Regions from separate parts of the Macaca mulatta genome. Here all the other regions are linked to region 3. Evidence: chromatin contacts called from public Hi-C data. All regions are on one chromosome and are shown on one strand. The core of a region is the stretch at or near the end of the contact, and the rest is flanking DNA. Distances in the headings are between cores, read along the strand shown.

Evidence for each region. Hi-C and Micro-C count contacts between places; a contact is called where the count stands out from the background.
Region 1: a Hi-C map of fetal cortex germinal zone shows a contact between it and region 3, with 3 times the contacts expected there. The contact joins the promoter of ZCCHC2 here to the promoter of PHLPP1 in region 3. A contact is called at or near these places in 2 of 14 Hi-C or Micro-C datasets (fetal cortex germinal zone and liver).
Region 2: a Hi-C map of liver shows a contact between it and region 3, with 5 times the contacts expected there. The contact joins the promoter of LOC144336452 here to the promoter of PHLPP1 in region 3. A contact is called at or near these places in 2 of 14 Hi-C or Micro-C datasets (fetal cortex germinal zone and liver).

What each region holds. Positions count from the first base shown.
Region 1 is chr18:18,373,706-18,376,405 of T2T-MMU8v2.0, forward strand. It overlaps ZCCHC2 (zinc finger CCHC-type containing 2), which reads right to left and starts at 1,438. Exons shown (of 15, transcript XR_013408276.1): 1 at 354-1,438.
Region 2 is chr18:18,309,866-18,312,565 of T2T-MMU8v2.0, forward strand. It overlaps LOC144336452, which reads right to left and starts at 1,266. Exons shown (of 1, transcript XM_077975089.1): 1 at 1-1,266. The coding sequence starts at 1,266. The coding sequence ends at 775. ZCCHC2 (zinc finger CCHC-type containing 2) reads right to left here. Exons shown (of 15, transcript XR_013408276.1): 15 at 1-1,467.
Region 3 is chr18:18,176,537-18,179,236 of T2T-MMU8v2.0, forward strand. It overlaps PHLPP1 (PH domain and leucine rich repeat protein phosphatase 1), which reads right to left and starts at 1,330. Exons shown (of 17, transcript XM_015122148.3): 1 at 1-1,330. The coding sequence starts at 1,178.

The sequences.
Region 1 (2,700 bases), core at 188-2,687, 200 kb after region 3:
CTCCCGCACCGAGCGCTGAGATGCTCAGAGCCAAAACCGTCCCGACACTCTTCCTCCGATTGGGGCCCCGGGCGGGGAGCTCCACGTCTTCCGTGGCAACACCGTGGCACGGAAGAGACTTCTAGAGCATTCTGTGATGGCGGGTGGCTGTGTCTGCCGGGGTGTGGGGTGGGGTGGGGGAGTGGAACGGAGCGGCCCAGCGAGACGAAGCCCAGCCCTCTGGCGCTGGGAGCTGCCGGGTGGGGATTCCGAGCCACCTGCGCCGGGCTGGGGCTCGGGCAAGGGGCGTCCGAGAGCGAGGCCGGCGGGGCAGCGGTCGCACCGCGAGTCCAGGGAAGCTCCGTACGCCTTACCTGGGCCCTGGGGCCGGCAAACTTGCACGGCTCCACCTCCACCTCCGCGTCCTCGGGGCCCCCGCGGAGTGCGGCGCGGAGCCTCTCCAAATGTTCCCTCAGGGTGACCCGCTGGTGAAAGGAGAAAGCCGGGTGCAACGAGGCCATGGTGAAAAGCAGCAGCAGTTCCTCCTGGGCCCTGGAGCCCAGCCCGCCGCCGGCCCGCGGCTCCGCAATGCCGCCTTCCGGGCCCGAGCCGTCCTTCTCGGCGTCCTGCTCGCCGTCGCCGTCCTCGCCGCGCTCGTCCTCCGCGCCGCCCCGCGAGCCCTCGCCCCGGGCCGCGCGCAGGCTTTTGAGCACCGAGTCCACCTGGGGTAGCAGGCGGTGCAAGCGGCCAGCGGCCTCCCGGTTCTCCGAGCCCAGCAGCGCCAGGTAGACGATGAGGCGCGAGCGCACCGCGGGCTCTCGGAAGTCGGCCAGCGGCCCCGGGTCCGAGAGGCCGTTGGCCTTGGCCTCCGAGTCGCGCAGGTAGTGGTAGTCCTTGCGCGCCAAGTCTTCCAGGCACGAGCCGAGGAAGCGCAGCTCCAGCGGGTTGCACAGGTCCAGCAGTCCGCACATGAACTCCAGGCGCTGCGCCGAGCCCAGCACCAGCCCGAACCACTCATATACCCGCTCCTGCTCACGCAACGCCGCTGAGGGCCCCCCGCCGCCGCCCGGCATACCCGCCCCCGCCGCCGCTCCACCAGCAACAGGCGGCCCGAGCCCCCGGGGCGGCGGCGGCGGCGGCGGCAGAGGGCCCCGCGGCGGGCCCGCGGGCGGCGGCGGCGGGGGGCGGCAGTCGCGGCGGCGGCGCGGAGGCGCCTTCGCGCCCGGCCGCGCGTCCGCCTCGGGCTCCTCCGCCTCGGGCGGCGGCTCCGCGGGGTGCGTTGGCTTCAGCGGCAGCTTCATCCTCAGCATCCTCGGCTAGGGCGGCGCAGACATGCGAGCGGGGGCGGGCGGGAGGGGCCGCGAGGTGGGGCACGGGCCGAGGCGGCGGCGCGGCCGTCAGGAGCGGGGCCCCTCCATGCCGCCGGGGGAGGGCCGGGGCCGGGGGTGGGTCTCGGCCGGCGAGGGGGGCGGCGGCCGGCCGGCGGGGTCGCTGGCGTCGTCTTCCCGGGCCGGGGGCGGGGCGTGCCCGCGGCGGCTCCTCCCCCTGGGCTCCGCGCCGGTTCTGGGAGCCCGGGTGCGGATGGGAGCAAACGAGCGAGCTGTCGTCCTTCCGCCTCCCTCTTTCCGCCGTCCGCGCTGAGCCGGGGCGGCGGTGTCTGAGCGGTTACCTCGCGAGCCGGTGAGGACGGAGCGGCTGGGTGAGGAGGTGGAGCGGCCGGGCCGGGCGGAGAAGCTTGCGGGCTCCGCGCACCGCACCTCCGCCAATCAGCACCGCGAACCGACGGTGACGTCGCTCTCCCCGCCCCCTGGGGGGCTGCCTCTCTCCGAGAAGCCACGCCCAACTGCTGGCCGGCCGCCTCCCTCTCGGCGGCTTCCGCGCGATCCTAAAGGCTGGTGCTCGGCGGGAGGAGGACGTGGGCTGGGGCCGTGGGGCGGCGCGAGGGGAGCCCGGGCGCGGTGAGGAGCGTGCGAGGCCCACGTGAGCGGAGGGACGCGGCCGCTCTCACCTTTCACAAGGGCCCTGGCCCGGCTTTGGACTCCCCTCTGCTTGTCAGCTGCCGCCCCGCCTCCGCCTGCGATGCCCGGGCTGCCTGCGCGGCCGGAGTGAACGTGTCCCGGGAGCAGGAGTTTCTCCGAAGTGAGCACGCCAGCCCCGGGACGAGCTCGTTCGAATCCTCACCGCCCAGTGCACTTCCTGAAAGCCGGCAGTGGGCTGTCTCCCACCTTGGGAAACTTTGCCCGGAGCGGCGGGAGTGACTGTGTGGCGCACAGGGGACTGGGTCCGGACGCGGGTGGCGGCCCTGGTTTGAGACCAGGACGCCGCGATCCCGGGCCGCGCCCACGCCCAGACTGGAGGCACCGTGCGCAGGTGGGGACGCGCGGCCCGGAGGTGCGCAGCAGGACTCGGCCGAGGGTGAGCGCTGCTGGGCACGCTCCTGGTCTATAAGGCTCTGTGAAAATTATTTCCTGGACAGTTTAGGAAAAGCCTTTCCCTTCCCCGCCCCTCAACCTCTAACTTTTGGGGAATCGTTGATTTGCTAAATCACATTTTGGTGCCTAACCCATTTTGAATCCTTGTGCTGCTGTGAATTTCATGTGAATGGAGGAATTTAATAAGCTACCAACTTGACAGGCTTTAAAGTTTTGTTACGTTTTTCAGATGTAGGCTTCCAAGATGTTTATACCTCGCACTGTTGCTTTTTTCTTTTTTCTTTTTTTT
Region 2 (2,700 bases), core at 16-2,515, 130 kb after region 3:
TGTGTCCTTAAATACCAACTCTTAGCCTTTGTGCCTCAATTTCCCTAACTGTAAAATGGGGCGGAGTTCCTCCCTCACAGGGCTGTGGGGGTTGAAATGAGCTGATGATGTATGGCCCATACTGGGCATTCAAGTGTCACCTGCATGACAAACTTCTTGAGAGCTCACTATGTGTCAGACATTGAGTGCTTTATGTCTGTTTGCCAGGTTCAATCTGTGCAACCACTCTACAAAGCGAGTGTCACCATCCCCACTATGTAAATCAGACTGAGAAAGGTCACATGGACTGTGGTGGGTGCCTTCTCTTGTACAATTGATTTTGTGAAGGCATGGAAGGTACAGTTAAGTTACCATGTAACAAATACGATGTGAGTCCAGTAGGCTAGCAGGAATAAGCACTCAGTAACTGCCAGGCAGCCTGGTGGCATTCTTCACTTTCAGCAGGGCTTGTTGGGGTGGGGGGTGACTGTTCTTGTTTCTGTGTGCAGGTTACTTTGTCACCATCCATCTTTGCCTTCGGAGTGTCTTGGGGGCAGCAGGCCGAAGGGGTACTTGGGACAATCTATACGTGACTGTCAGAGCTTTAAAAACATCAGTAGTCACCTCTCCTTTCTGCTTGCCCCACTGCTTCATTAGATCTAATGGAATACTCCGTGCACAAAACTTGAGTGAAGCACAACTCAGTGTGCGAGTGGGGGTATCTGTACACATTTAAAATCTGCACTGATGCCACCTGAATTTATCTGACAGGCAAATGCTTTTGAAAGCCTAGTTCTAAAAGTCCTGAATATTTCTCTCTGGAAACTTTTCACCCTCCCGTGTCCTCAAATCCTTCGAGAGCCACATGAAAGAGGCCTCGCTATGGGATAGGACGTGGTGTGTGTTCCACGTGTGCCCACGACCTGGTCCAGCCCTCCTTAGACCAGAAAGCACACGGCCATCCCGCCTGTGGCTTCCTATCATCTTACACAGTTCCTTGCCAGAAGCACCTGTGGGGGCAGGACGTGGTGCCGGGAAGTGAGCACCAACTTCAAGCAGAGGCCTGAGCGTCATCATGGGCCAGTCTGCAGCACTTCGTCTCGCTGAACCCAAAATTCCTCTCCCATAAAACGAGGGGAAAAATTCCCAGCCCACTTCACAGCTGTGATGACCAAATGAACACAGGAAAAGTGCAGAGGAAACTTTAAAGTGCTTACACACGAACTGAGATTTCGACGGCTGAATGAGGGCATTGCTCAAGTCGCTTTTATGGCCAGCTGCCTGCATTCTTTAAGGTTTTGGGCACAGGCTTACAACCCCAAATGTTCTCTCTCTTACTTTTAATGTTCTCTAAATGAGGTCAGTAGGAAGTAACACCTGCTTGCTCGCACTGTCCTCGTCCCCCACCAGGTGGCATTGCGTTCCAATGAGCAATCTCTTCTGCTGAGAGGCTGCTGGAGGCCTTTTTCACAGCGGCTCAAATTGGAACTGCAAGAGGAAAAAGAAAAACAATGAAGAACCACCCAACCCCCCACCTCGCCACAACTCCCACCGCCACATTTCAAAGAGCAAAACAAGATCATGGGATTGAGGGCTTCTGGTGACCACGGCCCGCATTCTCTGCAGGTGGAGGTGACTGCGTGAAGGAAAGGTCTCTGGTCCCCACACGTGTGATGTGCCCCCCCATTACAGAACAGACAAGAGGAAGCCCCAAACCCCCCAAATTCCAAAGCTCCCACAATTGATAAACATTTGCATACACACACAGAGCTCAGGTGATGTGCACCCATGTTCCAATTCAGGGGGTTTACAACAGAGGACAGCATTGAGGAATTAGGTAAATTTTGCATGGACAGGCACAACAGCTGTAAGCAGCAGTAATAGACTGACCTTAGGAATGCACCCTGTGCAAAGCCAGTATGTCAACGAGCATCCAGGGAAAGACAAGGTTGCCCGCCCTGGCCTGTCCTCTCTCTGCACAGGGTCATCTGAAGGGGTGAGGGCACTCCAGCTCCCTCCGCCCCGAGCTGACACCTGCCTCTCAGCCCTGGGACCCCAGAGCCCCTCATCCTTTAACAGCTGGTCTTGCCCCCTAAGGAGAGGAAGGCGTAGAGATGTTGTGACCACATTTCCAGACAGGGATCCCCTTTCTTTACTTCATGTCTCACACCTCAAAACTCACTGCTCTGGAAATCAGCGAGCCCTCTTGGTGGGGTGGGGTTGGGTGGAGGGGGGTATTTTTTCTTTCTTCTTGTAAGATTATGGGAGTGTCATGGGGTGGAACCATTGTCACAGCTTGCCTCCATAGGGTCTCACTGCCTTCACCCTTAGAATGCTTTTGTAATCAGTATGGAGAACTGAAAACGGTGTCTTCCAAGCCCAAATGGATGGTGCTGCTGAGTACTAGGTGCTCAGCAAAACCTTCAGAAAACAGGTATTTCACACCGTGCTTTGTCATCTCTGGAGCCTTCTCAGAAACATTCGATTCTTAGTGCTTACATAAAAAATGAAATGTAGATTTGCCTTGCCATGAACTTTTACTTTGGTACTGAATAATCATGGCTGTACAACTCGGCACGTCTGTACAGTCCATACGTACCATTAACTGGCAAGCTCTCCAACTAGGTTTAATCTGTGAGGGCAAGGAATAGCTTCTATATCCTTTATCAGTGCATAGAGCAAAATTAACTAATCTTAGTCTAATGAAGAGCTATGTTTGCT
Region 3 (2,700 bases), core at 80-2,579:
CGGCGAGGTTGGCCCGGGACCGCCGTCGGGGCCGAGGCTGCGTCGGTCTCGACCTCTTCCGACGACGACGAGCCGCCGCCGCTGCTGTAGGGGTCCAGCCGGTCGGATACGCTCTCGGCGCTGGGACTCAGGCTGAAGCTCTCGGTGTCGGAGGCCACAGGCCGCGGGGCGCGGGGAGAAGAGGCAGGGCCCCCGACGAAAGGCTCGCCGGGGCTGGAGTCCGAGGGCGCGGGGCTGGCACGGCGCGACCACCCGCCCGGGACGCCGGCGGGAAGGGGTAGGTCGGCGGGGGGCGCGCGCGGAGGACCCCCGACGGCACCCGGCGCGCTCCTCGCGGGCAGCGCCTCCGAGTCCCGCGGCTCCGGGGGCGCGAGCCGGGGGCCGGCCTCGGGGGGCGGCTCAGCGGGCTCCCGGGCGGCGGCAGCTCCGGGCCCCTGGCCCAGCACCTTCACCACGCCGCCGCCTTTGTGGCCCAGCTGCAGCAGGCGGGCGGCCACCTCGCCGGCCGTGGTGTCCAGTGTACAGAGCACCGGGCGCAGGTAGGTCGAGGCCATGTGGCGGTCGAAGACGTGCACGCAACCGCGCTGGAGCTGGTGCCTCACCCAGTCCCGGTCCGACGGCTGCAGCTGCAGCGTCTGCCGGTGCTTCAGGAGCAGCGTCTTCCTGTCCAGGCTCCGGGTGCACAGCGACGCCGAGGCCGAGCAGGAGGCGGGGAGGCCGGCAGCGCCGGGGGAGTGCGAGGCAGCAGCGGCCGACGACGACGACGACGACGACGACGAGGCGGCCGCGGCGGCCGCGGACAGATTCCTCTTCAGCCGCCCTCTCCTCAGCAGGAGGGAGTTGGCGCCGCTGCCGGCCCCGGGCACGGGGGCAGCCCCGCCGGCAATGGGCTGGGGCGCCCCACGCCGCCTCCTGCGCCCGGCACCCCCTGCTCTGCCCGGCAGCGGCCCCGGCGGCGCCTCGCCCGGGGCCTCTTCCCGCGCCCCGCCGCCGCTGCCGTTCCCGCCGCTCGGGGCCGCCGGGGTCAGCGCGGGCTCCGGACTCCGGCCGCCCCCAGCCGCCGCCGCCAGAGCCGCCGCGGCCGCTGCTGCCGCAGCGGCGGCCGCCGGAGCCGAAGCTCGGTCCTCCCTGCCGGGCTCGGGGAGTCGCTGCGCCGTGGCCGCGGCGGCGGGCTCCATTGCAGTGGGGCTTCGCGTTTCCCCCCCAGCTCCGGAGGCAGCGGGCGGAGAGGGAGGCGATGAGGCGGAGGTGGGAGACGGCGACGGCGCGCGGAGAAGGGAGAAGCCAATGGCGTTCGGCGCGGTCGTTCCAGGGGATTATGTGGCGATTCGAAGCATTCCGTCGGTGTCTCAGTGTTCCATCCCGCGCGCCCGCCTCGCCGCCACCGCCCCCCCGACACACGCCCTCCCCGCCCCGGTCGCCGGCTCCCCAGCGCGGGCCCCGCCCGCTCCCCCCGCCTCAACCCGGCGAACCAGCCGCGGATCTGGGCTCATTGAATATTAATCACCCTCCGGGAGCGGGAAGGCGGGAGGCTGGCAGGGCGGGAGGGCCGCGTGTGCCTCATGAATATTCATCGCCGGCATGACGGCATTCCAGGGAGGAGTGGGGAGAGCCGGGGGATGGCCGGAGGCGGAGCTTCAGGGTAAACAAACGTGACGCGTACGTACGGGGGCGGGGTGGGGGGCAGTTTCCCGGGAGGTTCCTGAGCCGGCCTCGGAGAGGGCGGTGAAGACAGAGGCGCGCGGTACACCTTGGGAGTTGTGGTTCTCGTCACGGGACCGGCAATCCCGAGGGAGACATGGTGGACTACAAGTCCCAGCGGTCCTTTGGCTGTGCTCCTCCTGGCCGGCAGCAGCTGGCCATGGCCAGTGAGTATTGTGCCCTCTGCCGTTGAACTCTGTGCCAGAGTTCTTAATGAACAAGAATGCTCATGTTCATTAACTTGTATTTTACCTGCACTCCAGCTTGCCATATGACTTTTATTTTCCCTACTAATTAAAGGTGAGGACTTTCAGGGACTCTAAACAGTACGAAGGTCCCAGGTCCCAGTCCTCACCTCTGCCCATTGTGTGAGATAGAGATACACACCCGTCACACCACAGCATCACTGGCAGTCTGAGTGGGCCAACCTCACTTTTCCCCCACTTTTTCAAGACCCAGGAAGACAGGCAGTGTCTGGGAATTCTAAGTGAGGCTGTCGTTGAATGTTCTTGTTGGAAGGCACAACCCTAAACCTGTCCTCTCCCTCTCCTGTATCTGAAAAGGAAAATGGCAAAGGACTGAGGTTTCATTGTTCCCCATTGATCTTGAAGTTTGAAGTAGTTTAATGACACGGAAAGCACTGGAAAGTAGAAGAAACATTAGAATGGAGTATGAGATGGGCTTTTTCCATGTGTTCTCTCTTAACGTCTTCTCTGTTTTTTTCTTTCGTCATTCAGGGGAAAAAAAAATCTTTTCTACTGCTACAATGTTTAGTCGTGGTCTGAAAAGTATTTTTCGTAAGTTGAATCAATGTTGTAAGCTGGACTAGGGCAGTTTACTATTTAAAAGAATTTAGTACACCTTTTTAATTGAATTACCATTCCCGCAATTGCTTTATAATTCGGGATTTTTTTTTTCTTTTTTATTTTTTCTTTTTTTTTTTTTTTTTTTTGCCACAGAGTGGGTCTGTCTCCCAGGCTGGAGTGCAGTAGCGCAATC